Linked DNA regions of Hordeum vulgare: region 1 is linked to region 2. The links are chromatin contacts, called in public Hi-C maps. All regions are on one chromosome and are shown on one strand. Each heading gives the region's core, a stretch centred on a gene start, on an enhancer-like site or on the middle of the called end of the contact. The rest is flanking DNA. Distances are from core to core; before and after follow the strand shown.

What was found. Hi-C and Micro-C count contacts between places; a contact is called where the count stands out from the background.
Region 1: a Hi-C map of leaf shows a contact between it and region 2, with 5 times the contacts expected there. The contact joins the promoter of LOC123444582 here to the enhancer-like site in region 2. A contact is called at or near these places in 3 of 6 Hi-C or Micro-C datasets (leaf and seedling).

Annotation. Positions count from the first base shown.
Region 1 is chr1H:452,245,944-452,253,046 of MorexV3_pseudomolecules_assembly, forward strand. LOC123444582 (B3 domain-containing protein Os05g0481400) reads left to right here and starts at 4,629. Exons shown (of 7, transcript XM_045121362.1): 1 at 4,629-4,808; 2 at 5,037-5,096; 3 at 5,206-5,304. The coding sequence starts at 4,716.
Region 2 is chr1H:451,689,977-451,697,422 of MorexV3_pseudomolecules_assembly, forward strand. No RefSeq gene overlaps it. Among protein-coding and RNA genes, the nearest start is that of LOC123400401, 49 kb to the right of the region's middle. Within about 2 kb of position 2,130, at least 1 of the 3 cell types and tissues checked has open chromatin away from gene starts, as enhancers often do. A contact at or near this core is called in leaf, where this site is marked.

The DNA.
Region 1 (7,103 bases), core at 3,379-5,878, 560 kb after region 2:
ATTTTCATTGTACTTAATTTACTGAAGGTAAATTAATGCATGAGCATTTCATGCAATATATGACAGACCTTTTTCGAAAGGAAATGTGATGTGATGACATAAGGTGGAAGTAACTATTGAAAATGGGTCATTGACATTAATGATTTTGTCGACCCGTGGCCTTGTCACCATAGAAATTCCACTTGTAGAGAATGTCATGGATATCTTATAAATGCCTGAAATGTGCAAATTTGCATTTATGTGACATCCCAATGTCTTGGTTCTCAACCCAACTATTTAATGAATGATGAATATCCATTTGTCCTTTTGGTACCACCTTAAGGAGAGATATGTTCCCATAAGCATCACTCGAATGAGTATTCATTTGTATTAAGGACTTCAAGTCCATTGATGCTTATAATTCTGTTGTCTATAAATCAACACTAGGTTGAGGATATGTGATAAGGAAGTCTCAGATCTTGATCTGATTGTGTGTCCTTACTGCACTTTACATTCTCCTATGATGGTAAAAGAAATACCATCTTCATTTCACGGTAAACATATGATGACCTTCTTGTGAAGAATCATCCGGTACACCCCAATGGGTGCTATATCATTACCTGAAATTTGTGCTAGTGCTTTCCGTACTAAGCAATATGTGGTTAGAGAACCACGAGGAGTTGAAAGTAAAGTAGAAAAAAAGAGACAAGCAGAAATGGAGTGTATATCTCACAAAGGAATGTGTCATCTAAATAAATGATCACAATGACAACTCCCAAGTTTGTCAAAGAGGTGGTTGCATGAAATATCATACTAATGATTACAAAACTTTTATGTTTTTGGTTGAATCATGTCATCGACTCACTGGAGAAGGCGAATGAGTTTAATGGGATAAGTTTGAAGTTCTACTTCAAATGGACAACCAGAAAATATTCTCGTGCAGTAGAAGGAGAATACACTCTTCTACATTGATGATATGCTTGTGGAATGACATTCCCAAGATATTTTGGAGATCTTACGTAGTCTCCTAGTTATCCCAATATATCATTAGCATATAATTGTACTACTACAGGTGGTATAATTTGCAACATCTTGTCCACGAGACATGATAGTTGTGACAAATTGAGTGTATGAATCAGTTCATACTCAATATTGTTGCGTACACAATGATTTTTCCTCCTTTATCAGTTTGGTATGAGGACGATTAGAAAAATTATTGATAATTCAATTGGCCACAACAAAGTTGCAATATTCCCGACAATCGTAAGATTTTATGTGCACTGCATGTGCCATAGTGGAGTTAGTTTTAAGGCACTCTCACCTTAAAATTTGAATGGGCCACTCGGTATTCTTGAACGGATTCAAGAATGATGCAAAATATTCAACCATTGGTTGGGTTATTTTGGTACTTCATGGTATTCATAGACACATCTAGAAGATGGTCTTAGGTGTGTATCATCCACACAAAACCATGTGTTTACTGAATTAAGTGCTTAAATTGACGAATTTGGAGCAAATGATTATATGCATGTGATAATTCCATTGGAATGGAAATGTCATTGAATTTGATTCATGAGAAATCCATGGTCATATTCAGTACATCGTGTACCTACTCAGAATGGTGTGGCTAGCTAGATCTCTTGTCAAAGAGAGTCAAGTTGCATGGGCATTGCTACAGAATTGTGATGATCCAACATTTTGTTGTTGGTAACATGGGTCTCACATGCCACATATTTGGTCTATATGAGATCAAATGCATTTAATACAGTATCCCCTTACGGTCTGTACGTGGAAATCAATGAAGTATTTCCCATCTGTGATAATTCGGTTGGACACCGATATCACCACCCCAGCGTACATTACGGCCTTCACATATATTTGGGATCTATGTGAGGAATAACTATGGTATGATTGTTAATTCGTCAAATACCTTAACCCTGGCGAGGGAGTTATTTGTAGCTCGTACGCTGACTGCTTTTGCAATAAGGACATTTTCTGGCATTAGGGGGAGAAATGTACCACATAGAATGCCAAGAAATGCAAAAGAAATGTCATAGACATTTTGTCCACGTACTTCAGAATTTGAACTAAAGATTCAGATTATGAGAATTTGCAACATATTTTAAATAAACTGCCATATACATTTACTGATGACAAAGGTGTCACTGAATTTTCGTACCAGAACGAGTGGAGGTACCTAATAACCATTCGTATCCCCAAATGAGAGCAAGAGGGGGAGAATTCTGGTCACATGGGATTAAGTTCTCATATGTTTCCGCGAAAATAGAGGAAACAGTCTCCTCGGTCAGTAAATGTGATTCAACCTCGCGTTGAATGACACCTATGGATGCGCGTCATCCATATCCCAACACCGATGTGCACACATTTTTTATGGTGTTGGGACATCGAAACATCTTGACTCCGTTGTTGTGGGAAATCACAAGGAGTTAAGAGGCATAATGAGAATTCCACTAATGATATTGATTCATGAGAATCGTATATTGAAGTCTACATATGTCGACATAAATTTCTTCTTGAGAATTGCAGAAATCCTTTTGGGCCCTGAACCAAAATCCATGGAAAGTGTTGTTGACACTTATATTGGTTCAAATGAAAGGAAGTAATTAAGAAAAGTAGCACTCGCTCATCAAAAGAGAGGTGTTTACCATAGTAAAACCTGCTCCTCATAAGTATCTTCCGTAGTGAAGAGAAGTGATTTTTCGTTCAGAAACGAAATAGATGAGGTGGTGAGAAAGCGAAACTTGTAGCACATGGGTTTCCGCAGAGACCCGACATCAGTTATGATGTAGCATACCTTCTAGGTATGAGTGCAATTATGTTTCGATACTGAATTGGCAGTACAAATCCATACCGTTGATGTATGTAATGACTACATACTCACATGGATAATTCAGTTCGGATATATATATTGAAGTCGTTTAAATGGCTTAATATTCCGAATCCAATGATAAATCACAACATGTGTGTGAAGCTTCAGAAGTCATTCTTTGACTCTAAATTTGGTCGAAGAGTCGTGTGGTACAACCGACTAAGTGAGTTACTCCTTGACAAGGATTACTCTAATTCGGATGATTGTTGATGTGTATTCATGAAGATATCATGAATTGGATTTACATCTTATTATTGATGTGGATGATCTTACCATCAATGTCTATACAAGACATATTAAATACACACAATCATTTTGACACGGATATTTGGGTCAAGCCAAATGATGCTAAGTTTATAGCTTTAGCAAAATCCCCCGGGAATAAATGTATGTCAGTCTTTATATATCTGGAAATATTGAAAACGTTCAATATTGATATATCTTATCAAAGACACATATGGTCATATTATACCTGACACGGGACACAAGTCCATGTGAGATGGTGAAGTGATAATGGACATGAAGTTCCACATCTGAGTACCATCGGAGCACTCATGTATATTGCAAAGTAAGTCAGTCCTGACACTATTTTTTTGGCAATTTATTGAGAGTGCAATCCCCAATAAAAGGTATAATGGTTGGTGTAAGAAATATCTTCGGATATGTCCAAGACACAAACAGTCTTGATTAATTCCATTGAGATAATTAAGATGGGACCATGGTGTGATATCCTGATAGTGGCTGATAATCCGATCCCAACAATGCCATATCAAAAACTGGATTTAATGGAAGAGTATTCTGAGTGAAGCCTTCAGAATAGACTCTAAATGAGTCCTTCCTATAATCATTCGGCAATAACTATGTTTGAAGCATGACAAGATATACATGAGATTCATTGGAATCAAAGATCATTATCTACCAAGATAATATCACTTGTATTGCTTATGGGTTATATTTATCCTCGTGGATTACAGAAATGTAAGAGAATAATCTGCAAACAAATTATTGTGAGATTCACAATGTCTCTACCAACGTTTATATTCCAGAATCGCATTCGTGGAATTGGTATGAGACAACATTGATGTTTGCAAAATTCAGGGGAAGTAAAATCCCATGTTATAACCTGTTGGTGATCTTCGGATCATTCATATTGTACTCTTTTTCCCTTTATGAGTTTTCCAAGATGGTTTCTCATATAAGGTTTTTAACGAGATAATATAAATACAAGTGCGGATGTATGCCATATTGGTTTCTCCTTATATTTTTTCCACTGGGTTTTAAAGGAGTTTTCGATGGCATATTATTATAAGGTTTCTCCTCAATTTTTCCCACAAGATTTTTGAAGAAGTTTTCAGTTTTCAATATACAGATGATGAATTGATCAAGGGGGAGTGTTGAGAAATAAAACATGTGATCAATTGTATGGGAGGGATGCCTTCCAGGAGGTGTCTGTTGGGGAAAATGTGTCTTCTCAACACATCCCTTCATCTTGTATATAAGTGGGTCTCCCACATTGCAATAAAACTAGTGGATCATTTGGACTCTATGTCTCTTTGCATTCATTCTACAATCGATACACCGTGGTAGGAACACATGGGCCCACCCGACAGTCGCACGGCGATGGACACCAGCCGTCGCCGTCGCCGTTGCCGTAGGACGCATCGGTCGGATCGGATTCCGTTCCGTTCAAATTCAAAATTCCCTAGCCGGTGGCCGTGTGCGTCTCACAAAGGCCGGCCACTCCCTCTCTCTCCAAAAGGCCACGGAAAGACTTTGACCCTCCCCTTTGACCCGCGTCTCGCCCTCCGCGTAGGCACACACGAGAGAGGAAAAGGCGCGGCCGCCCATGGCGACGACGGAGGCGGGCAGCGCCGGCGCGGGCGCCGCCTACGAGGAGGAGCGCCGGAAGCGGATCCTCGACAACCTCAAGCACCTCGAGGTAGGCATTGGTACTCTCTCGCTCGGAAACGCCCAGCGAACCAGCACCAACCAATCCCCTTCCCTCCCCCCCTTTTCTTACGCGCAGTAGCAGATGCGCGAAAGATGAGGCATTTCGCGACGATGCTCGCTGCCGATTTGCCTCTGGATTCTTCGCCCTGGCCGGCTTGGGATTTTCTTTTAAAGAAAAAAAAACTAATTTCTTTGCCTCTTTCCCCCCTTTCCGCAGGATTTGGGAATATCCAAGATGGCCAAGAGTTTGATCCAGGCCACGAGACAGCCGGACAAGGTGCGCGCATCGCAGCAACTGTACTTTCAATCCGGGATCCAGTGTGTGTGTTAGGGGGTTTGAATCTGTGCGGTTGCCATCGGTTGATTCGATGTCCTTGTTTCTGCAGAGCGCTCGCGCCAGCCCAAAGCCCAGGAAGAAGTTCGATGCTAGCACTGAAGTCAGGCGCTCCTCCAGGGCCAGGACCACTGTCTCCTACAAGGATGATGTGAGTTCTCTTTAGGCTGTCCGCTTCGTGAGATTTGTTTACTTTCATTTCTGAAAATTGACAAAAATAATAATTGTACCCTACTTTGTTTGAAGGAGCGTATTATTGAATTCATGCTCCAACCAACTTATCTAAAAAATCAAACTGATGGAGAAAGAAAGACAATATGTTTCAACACTCCTCTTACGTCTAGGTTATTTTAGTCCTTAGACGTGGGATCGATGTACACCGCATAATCTTTTTGTTTTAATACTGTGTTGGTAGGGTCTTGAGCTCAAGACCTCTTTGCTTTGATACTAGTATATTAAATTCATGCTTCAACCAACTCATCCAAAAGTTCGAATTGATGAAGGAAGACGGGCAATATATTTCAACGCGTATATGCTTGTGAAAGTTGTTTCTGCCATTCTTGCAATCTGATGCATCGGTTGGGATGGGGTTTGTAATTGTATATCATCGGGGTCGCACTCCTTGGAAGCTCCGCTCTCGGGAGGGTCCAGAAAAAACGCATCTGACCCCATGTCGTCCCTAGGGCGGCTCGGGGGATCCATACCTGCTCCGCTGAGCGAAGCCCGCGCCGGAGGACAGCGGCGGCGGGGCTCTCCACGCGTGCGATTGCCTTAGCTTGTGGTGTGAGCCCGTGGTGGTGGGAGGCTCGTCCTCGGCGTCTTCGGCCGGCGTGGTGGCTGTCCGGCTTGGCGTCCTTGTCCTCTCGTGGGTGATGGTCTGCCGGCTGCTTGTGGCTGCCTCGACGCGATGGCGTCCCAAGGTGTCAGATCTGGCCACGGGGGGCTCGGCCCGATCTGGCCTGTCGTCTTCGGCCGACGGTGAGGTTGGTGGTCCTGGATGGTGATGGCGCTGTTGCCGCGTAGGAGGTGCTTGGGCCAGTTGGTTCGCAGGCCGGTGACGTTGGGGTTTCTCGTCTTCATCCGACAACGTGAGGGTGCGGAGGTACGGTGGCACCGAGCGAAAGCCAATGGCACGGCGTCTACGGATGTCGCTCTCCTCCCGGGGGCTGTCTTGGAGCTCTTTGGCCTCTTTCGCTCTCGGGTCACTTTCTTCGGGTGAAAGCCTAGGTCCTGCGGTGCAGGGATGGACGATGGCGTCGATTCACGCCGCTTCCCCTCCTGAGGGCGTCGTCTTGAAGATCATGATTTCCTGCGTCCTTTCCTGGTGCCGGACTTGCGCCGGCGTTGCGAGAGTTGCTGACTGAAGGGGCCCAGAGGTGGAGCGGTGCTACTTCTTACGCATTGACGACGTCGGATATCGGCGGCGTGGCGTTGTGGCGTCTCAGTGTCCGGTGCATGTAGACGGACTAGCGCGGGAGGATGGCGTTGTCTGCCGTCGTGGTGACGTTGACGGCAGGCCGGGCAAGGTCGATGCTTCAGTAACTGCTCTGAAGATGTTTCGGTGGAAGATGGCGGCGGCCGCCTTTGAGAGTGTGCCGAACCGGTGTGTGACCCAGACCCGACAATGTGGCTTGGTTGGGGCCTGCGGTTTTAGATGTTAGGCTTTGCTGTGAGGTCTGTTTGGTATTCGGCTCGGACTATTGGCACTCCTTCATCAAGTGGATAGGAGTAGCGACAAATGTTGTCAAGATGGTGGTTTCAGACTTACTGATATACTCCGTATTACTTTGTAAGGTTTTGTGAATAATTAATAAATTGGCTGCATGCATCGTCCAGGTGCAGAGGCCGGGGGTCTTCCTCCTTTTCTTAAAAAAAAAAACGTGTCTGCTACCGCAGTCATTATTGAAATACACGTGCTATATGAAGTTATATATTGATGTTCTGTTTCTA
Region 2 (7,446 bases), core at 880-3,379:
ATTTCTATTTATTATTTTCTTTTTACTGCTTATTTTTTCCTTTTCCTTTTCTGTTTCTATTTCTATTTACATTTATTCTTTTCTTTTTATGATTTCCTTTTTTTTCTATTTCTATTTATTCTTTTCTTTTTATAATCTGGATTTGCACAACAGTGAAAGGGCATGTACATCGTATGTATGTTCAAGCCCAACGAATCAGTGAATAGATGTGTGTGTGTTAGTGATTTTTTTCATCAAGAGATGAGAACGATTAGCAGCAAGTTATGCATAGGTATAAAATGGACTTTTCCCCTATAGCGGTGGTGAGTAGTAGTAGTAATTTACAGGTCGCGAGCTAGCGTGGCCGGCTGTGCCGGACCGGACCGGCGTACGCGCCACCGGACCGGGGCTAGTGCGGTGCCGCCGGACAAAGTTCCCCCCTTTTGTCTTTGAATCTTCGCTTCAGCGGTCTTCAAATTTTGCTCTCCTTTTTTCATCTCATGCTACAGATTGATGGACTGGCCCAATCGTGGTGTATGTCCTCCGCCGCCGCCGCTCCAACGGAGATGGACATGGCCACCGCGCACAGGCTCTTCTACAGCAAGCCCTGAGCCGCGGCCGACCCCGGCGGCGAGAGGAGGACGACGACGATAAAAACGTTGTACCTGCCTTACCCGTCGGCCATCGTCGGCTTCTTCGCCACAGCGCATGCGCTGCGCCCCTAGCACCACTTGTACTAGCCATCCCATCACATCCCCTGCCACGATGAACCAAATCAGATTAAATTAGTTCGTTAATTTGTGTGAGATGGGATGCTGCGACTCATCAGATTCGGTAAAAAAACCGTTGCTTCTCGTAATCTCGTTGGTGTAAATGTAAATATAAAAGTGGATCCCGCGCTCTTTCTTGACCCCGAAATCGTCAAACTCGCCGTTGCATTTTCGTGTCAACTCAACTCTACAGCGTCCGAACTGATCCTGTCTTGCAAACCACTGCAGTTTATTATTATTTTCGCACTGAATTTTTTATTTTTAAACAAAAAACTAAAGCGGGCCGGCCCATTAGATGAATCCCGGTTGAAATTTACTAGTGTTTGATTTAGATCGGAATTGCATAGTTCAGTGTACAATCGACCGGGATTTTAAGTTGAGGTTCATTTCGTCATACCTCTATCAATTCAGGACTTAAAATAAACTTTTTCCAAATAGGAACTCCTCGGATGACTAGTTCTCCTGTTTGGCACCTGTGAACAATTTAAAGGACAATCGGTAAAAGGCGTGCGCACCCTCTCGCTTCATAAGTTTGATTGGTCCGGGCCACAAACTAAAGTACACTGAATCTCAGGTTCGGAAAGCTTTCAGAAGATTGCAATGCAATTTCTTAGAAGCTTTCCGTGGTTGTTTTTTGGGTTTTCTGTATGGTTATTAGTAGTTTTTTTTCTTGTTCATTTTGTTTTTCAACAAGCATGAACTTTTTAAACATTTGGCACCTTCTTCAAATTTTTCATTTAAATTTTTTTGACACTTTCTTTCTTCCATGATTGATTGCGAATAGGTCGGAAGTTCGTCCCAAAAAAAATCTTTATATGTTCATGTGGCTTTCAGAAAATGTTCAAGTATCCATCCAAAAAATAGAAACACAATAAACATATAATAGAAGAAAGAAGATAAGATAACAAGAAAAGGAAAAAGGAAATAGAAGATAAACATATAATAGACTCATCAAAATGGGTTGGTCCAGACACACAATTACTCGATATTCTGACACATCAGCCTTGAATACGCTTTTTTCATTGTCGCTTGCACGTTAAACGGTTCATGAACTCAAAAACTATTCATGAATTCAAAAAACATGGGTTTGAAAAATGTTGATGAATTTCAAAAATTGATTACAAGATTTCAAAATTGTTAAGAAAATTTGAAAGTATGTAAAAATGGAAATAATAGAAATAAATATAAAATTGAACAAAAGAAAGAAACCATAGAAAAAACATTAGAAAATCGATGTGAGAAGGGCAAGTGAAATACCAAATATGACTCGACCCATATGGAAGCGATCGGTGCGTGTGTTTGCTTGCTATATATCCGACCCGTGCAGTAAAGAGGAATTGCGTGGGTGCCTAGTCCATCTATTAGGTGCTCGTTGCAGTATTTAAAGGCAATCGATAAAAGAGACCACACCCACTCACCTTTCTTGAGTTTGAATGCTCCGGCCCATGAACTGAAGCACGCGGGAACACTGTTTCGTAAAGCTTCCATAAGCTAAGCCAATTTTCAGAAGCTTCCGTTGTTTTTTTTCCTAAATTATTTAAAGTGCAGTTGCACTTTTCATGGCTTCCATGTGCACACCAATGCGAGTCGTTGGATTCAAATCGCGCATCGCAGGTGTCACCTGGTCGGGAATCGTCACGTGCGGCGCGATCGGGAATCGTCACGTGCGGCGCGGTCGGAGGTGCCACACGGTCGGCCGGCAGTCCCATCGCTCCCTCCCCCCCCCCCCCCCCGGGTTGAACCCCTCACCCAATCAGAGCGAGAACAGTTCGCATTTTGAAACTGTTGTCGCCTCTCTCTTCTTCTCCTCGAATCCAGCGACCAAATCGTTTTCCTCGACTAAATCGGTGGTGCTCCGGAGTGATTCCCCGTCACGAAGGAGAGAGGTGAGGAAGGAGAGAGGCGAGGTAGGCATGGGAGTCGACACGCAGCTGCAGGCGTTCGTTGGCGATGGCGTGATGAGTGTCTTCCCAAATCAACGGGTAAGCACGAGCGGCGGACGAGGCGAGGTGCTGGCATTCGTAGACGACGGCGTGGTGAGCGTGGGGGAGGATTGTGTGCAGGCCGTGGCTACCAACATGCTGCTATCCGTGGCGGCACATCTCTTGAAGCGGCAGCTCGAAATCCTACATATTTGGCATTCATGTGATCATGTGGATTTGTAGCAGTGCTCATTACTCAAATTATTCTATGTTCTGCGGGACGAGGCATCGGGATTGTGCTAGGGGTTGGCGATTATGTTGATGCTTTCATGGATCTCGGGAAGTATATGCTTCGTGTGGTGAGAGATTAGGGTGAGGAGGGTGGGTGGCACGGGGTATGGGGGGAAGAGACACGGTTCTGAATCCCCCCCCCAATTTTTGGTCACGAGTTGTCTGGATTTGCACTCGCGTATTGCTTGTAGTTTGCATTGGAGTTGCCAGATCTGTGAATATGTTTTTTCCACACAATTGTCTTTAGTTTATGTTTTAGCAATTTAGTCATGTGAATATGTTTTAACTTTGGCCATATATCTGTGGTTCTAGGCCCCAGTTTGTCATAAGTTGCTTGGATTTGCATGGGCGTATTGCTTTTAGCTTGCATAGTTGTTGCCAGATCTGCAAATATGCTTTTGCCACACTATGGTTTGTAGTTTCTGTTTTAGTAACAATACATATGGTCCTTTATACGTGTGATTCTGGAGTAACGTTTTTCACAGTTTTAGTTATGTAGCATTAGGTGCGAGACTAACCCGTGCTCCTACTGAGTAATATTGCTCAAGGTTTGTCAATAAATTGCGTGGTATGGTGTAGGGTTTTGCCTAACATTTAGTTTTAACTACGTACTGTTGGAATTATGCCCTAGAGGCAATAATAAATGTATAGTTATTATTATAATTCCTGTATCAAGATAATAGTTTATTATCCATGCTATAATTGTATTGAATGAAGACTCATTTACATGTGTGGATACATAGACAAAACACCGTCCCTAGCATGCCTCTAGTTGGCTAGCCAGTTGATCAATGATAGTCAGTGTCTTCTGATTATGAACAAGGTGTTGTTGCTTGATAACTGGATCACGTCATTGGGAGAATCATGTGATGGACTAGACCCAAACTAATAGACGTAGCATGTTGATCGTGTCATTTTGTTGCTACTGTTTTCTGCGTGTCAAGTATTTATTCCTATGACCATGAGATCATATAACTCACTGACACCGGATGAATGCTTTGTGTGTATCAAACGTCGCAACGTAACTGGGTGACTATAAAGATACTCTACAGGTATCTCCGAAGGTGTTAGTTGAGTTAGTATGGATCAAGACTGGGATTTGTCACTCCGTGTGACGGAGAGGTATCTCGGGGCCCACTCGGTAATGCAACATCACACACAAGCCTTGCAAGCAATGTAACTTAGTGTAAGTTGCGGGATCTTGTATTACGGAACGAGTAAAGAGACTTGCCGGTAAACGAGATTGAAATAGGTATGCGGATACTGACGATCGAATCTCGGGCAAGTAACATACCGAAGGACAAAGGGAATGACATACGGGATTATACGAATCCTTGGCACTGAGGTTCAAACGATAAGATCTTCGTAGAATATGTAGGATCCAATATGGGCATCCAGGTCCCGCTATTGGATATTGACCGAGGAGTCTCTCGGGTCATGTCTACATAGTTCTCGAACCCGCAGGGTCTGCACACTTAAGGTTCGACGTTGTTTTATGCGTATTTGAGTTATATGGTTGGTTACCGAATGTTGTTCGGAGTCCCGGATGAGATCACGGACGTCACGAGGGTTTCCGGAATGGTCCGGAAACGAAGATTGATATATAGGATGACCTCATTTGATTACCGGAAGGTTTTCGGAGTTACCGGGAATGACGAATGGGTTCCGGGAGTTCACCGGGGGGGGGGGGGGCAACCCACCCCGGGGAAGCCCATAGGCATTTGGGGAGCCACACCAGCCCTTAGTGGGCTGGTGGGACAGCCCACAAGTGCCCAATGCGCCAAGAGAAGAAAAATCAAGAGGAAAGAAAAAAAAAGGAAGGAGGTGGGAAGGAAGGGGGACTCCTCCCACCAAACCAAGTCCAACTCGGTTTGGGGGGGGAGTCCTCCCCCCCTTGTCTCGGCCGACTCCTTGGGGGTCCTTGGACCCCAAGGCAAGGCCCCCTCCCTCCTCCTATATATATGGAGCAATTAGGGCTGATTTGAGACGACTTTCTCACGGCTGCCCGACCACATACCTCCACGGTTTTTCCTCTAGATCGCGTTTCTGCGGAGCTCGGGCGGAGCCCTGCTGAGACAAGATCATCACCAACCTCCGGAGCGCCGTCACGCTGCCGGAGAACTCTTCTACCTCTCCGTCTCTCTTGCTGGATCAAGAAGGCCGAGATCATCGTCGAGCTGTACGTGTGCTGAACGCGGAGGTGCCGTCCGTTCGGTACTAGATCATGGGACTGATCGCGGGATTGTTCGCGGGGCGGATCGAGGGACGTGAGGACGTTCCACTACATCAACCGCGTTCTCTAACGCTTCTGCTGTACGGTCTACAAGGGTACGTAGATCACTCATCCCCTCTCGTAGATGGACATCACCATGATAGGTCTTCGTGCGCGTAGGAAATTTTTTGTTTCCCATGCGACGTTCCCCAACAGTGGTATCAGAGCTAGGTTCATGCGTAGATGTCTTCTCGAGTAGAACACAAAAGGTTTTGTGGGCGGTGATGTGCGCTTTGCTGCCCTCCTTAGTCTTTTCTTGATTCCGCGGTATTGTTGGATTGAAGCGGCTTGGACCGACATTACTCGTACGCTTACGAGAGACTGGTTTCATCGTTACGAGTAACCCCCTTTGCTCAAAGATGACTAGCAAGTGACGGTTTCTCCAACTTTAGTTGAATCGGATTTGACCGAGGAGGTCCTTGGATGAGGTTAAATAACAACTCATATATCTCCGTTGTGGTGTTTGTGTAAGTAAGATGCGATCCTACTAGATACCCTTGGTCACCACGTAAAACATGCAACAACAAAATTAGAGGACGTCTAACTTGTTTTTGCAGGGTATGATTGTGATGTGATATGGCCAATGATGTGATGTGATATATTGGATGTATGAGATGATCATGTTGTAATAGAAATATCGACTTGCACGTCGATGGTACGGCAACCGGCAGGAGCCATAGGGTTGTCTTTATACTAACGTTTGTGCTTGCAGATGCGTTTACTATTTTTCTAGGATGTAGCTTTAGTAGTAATAGCATAAGTAGCACGACAACCCCGATGGAAACACGTTGATGGATGATCATGGTGTGGCGCCGGTGACAAGAAGATCGTGCCGGTGCTTTGGTGATGGAGATCAAGAAGCACGTGATGATGGCCATATCATGTCACTTATGAATTGCATGTGATGTTAATCCTTTTATGCACCTTATTTTGCTTAGAACGACGGTAGCATTATGAGGTGATCTCTCACTAAAATTTCAAGACGAAATTGTGTTCTCCCCGACTGTGCACCGTTGCTACAGTTCGTCGTTTCGAGACACCACGTGATGATCGGGTGTGATAGACTCAACGTTCACATACAACGGGTGCAAAACAGTTGCGCACGCGGAACACTCGGGTTAAGCTTGACGAGCCTAGCATGTGCAGACATGGCCTCGGAACACATGAGACCGAAAGGTCGATCATGAATCATATAGTTGATATGATTAGCATAGGGATGCTTACCACTGAAACTATACTCAACTCACGTGATGATCGGACTTGGGATAGTGTAAGTGGATCATGAACCACTCAAATGACTAGAGAGATGTATTTTTTGAGTGGGAGTTTAGCATATAATTTGATTAAGTTGAACTCTAATTATCTTGAACATAGTCTAAGTCCACTTTGAATATATTTGTGTTGTAGATCATGGCTCACGCGAGTGTCATCCTGAATTTTAATACGTTCCTAGAGAAAGCTAAGTTGAAAGATGATGGAAGCAACTTTGTAGACTAGGCTCGTAATCTTAAGCTAATCTTACAAGCTGGGAAGAAGGATTATGTCCTTAATGCTGCGCTAGGAGATGAACCACCCGCTACGGCTGATCAGGATGTTAAGAACGCTTGGTTAGCGCGTAAGGAGGACTACTCAATAGTTCAATGTGCAGTCTTGTATGGCTTAGAACCGGGACTTCAACGTCGCTTTGAGCGTCATGGAGCATTTGAGATGTTCCAGGAGTTGAAGTTTATCTTTCAGAAGAACGCCCGGATCGAGAGGTATGAGACCTCCGATAAATTCTATGCTTGCAAGATGGAGGAAAACTCGTCTGTCAGTGAACATGTGCTCAAAATGTCTGGGTACTCAAACCATCTAGCTGAGCTGGGGATTGAACTCCCGCAAGAGGCTATCACTGACAGAATCCTTCAATCACTGCCGCCAAGCTATAAAGGCTTTGTGTTGAACTACAACATGCAAGGGATGAACAAGTCTCCCGGCGAGTTGTTTGCGATGCTGAAAGTCGCAGAGTCTGAACTCCGTAAAGAGCATCAAGTGTTGATGGTGAGCAAGACCACTAGTTTCAAGAGAAACGGCAAAGGCAAGAAGGGCAATTCTAAGAAGAGAGGCAAGCCTGTTGCCAATCCACCGAAGAAACCCAAGGCTGGACCTAAGCCTGGAACAGAGTGCTTCTATTGCAAGGGTATGGGTCACTGGAAGCGCAATTGCCCCAAGT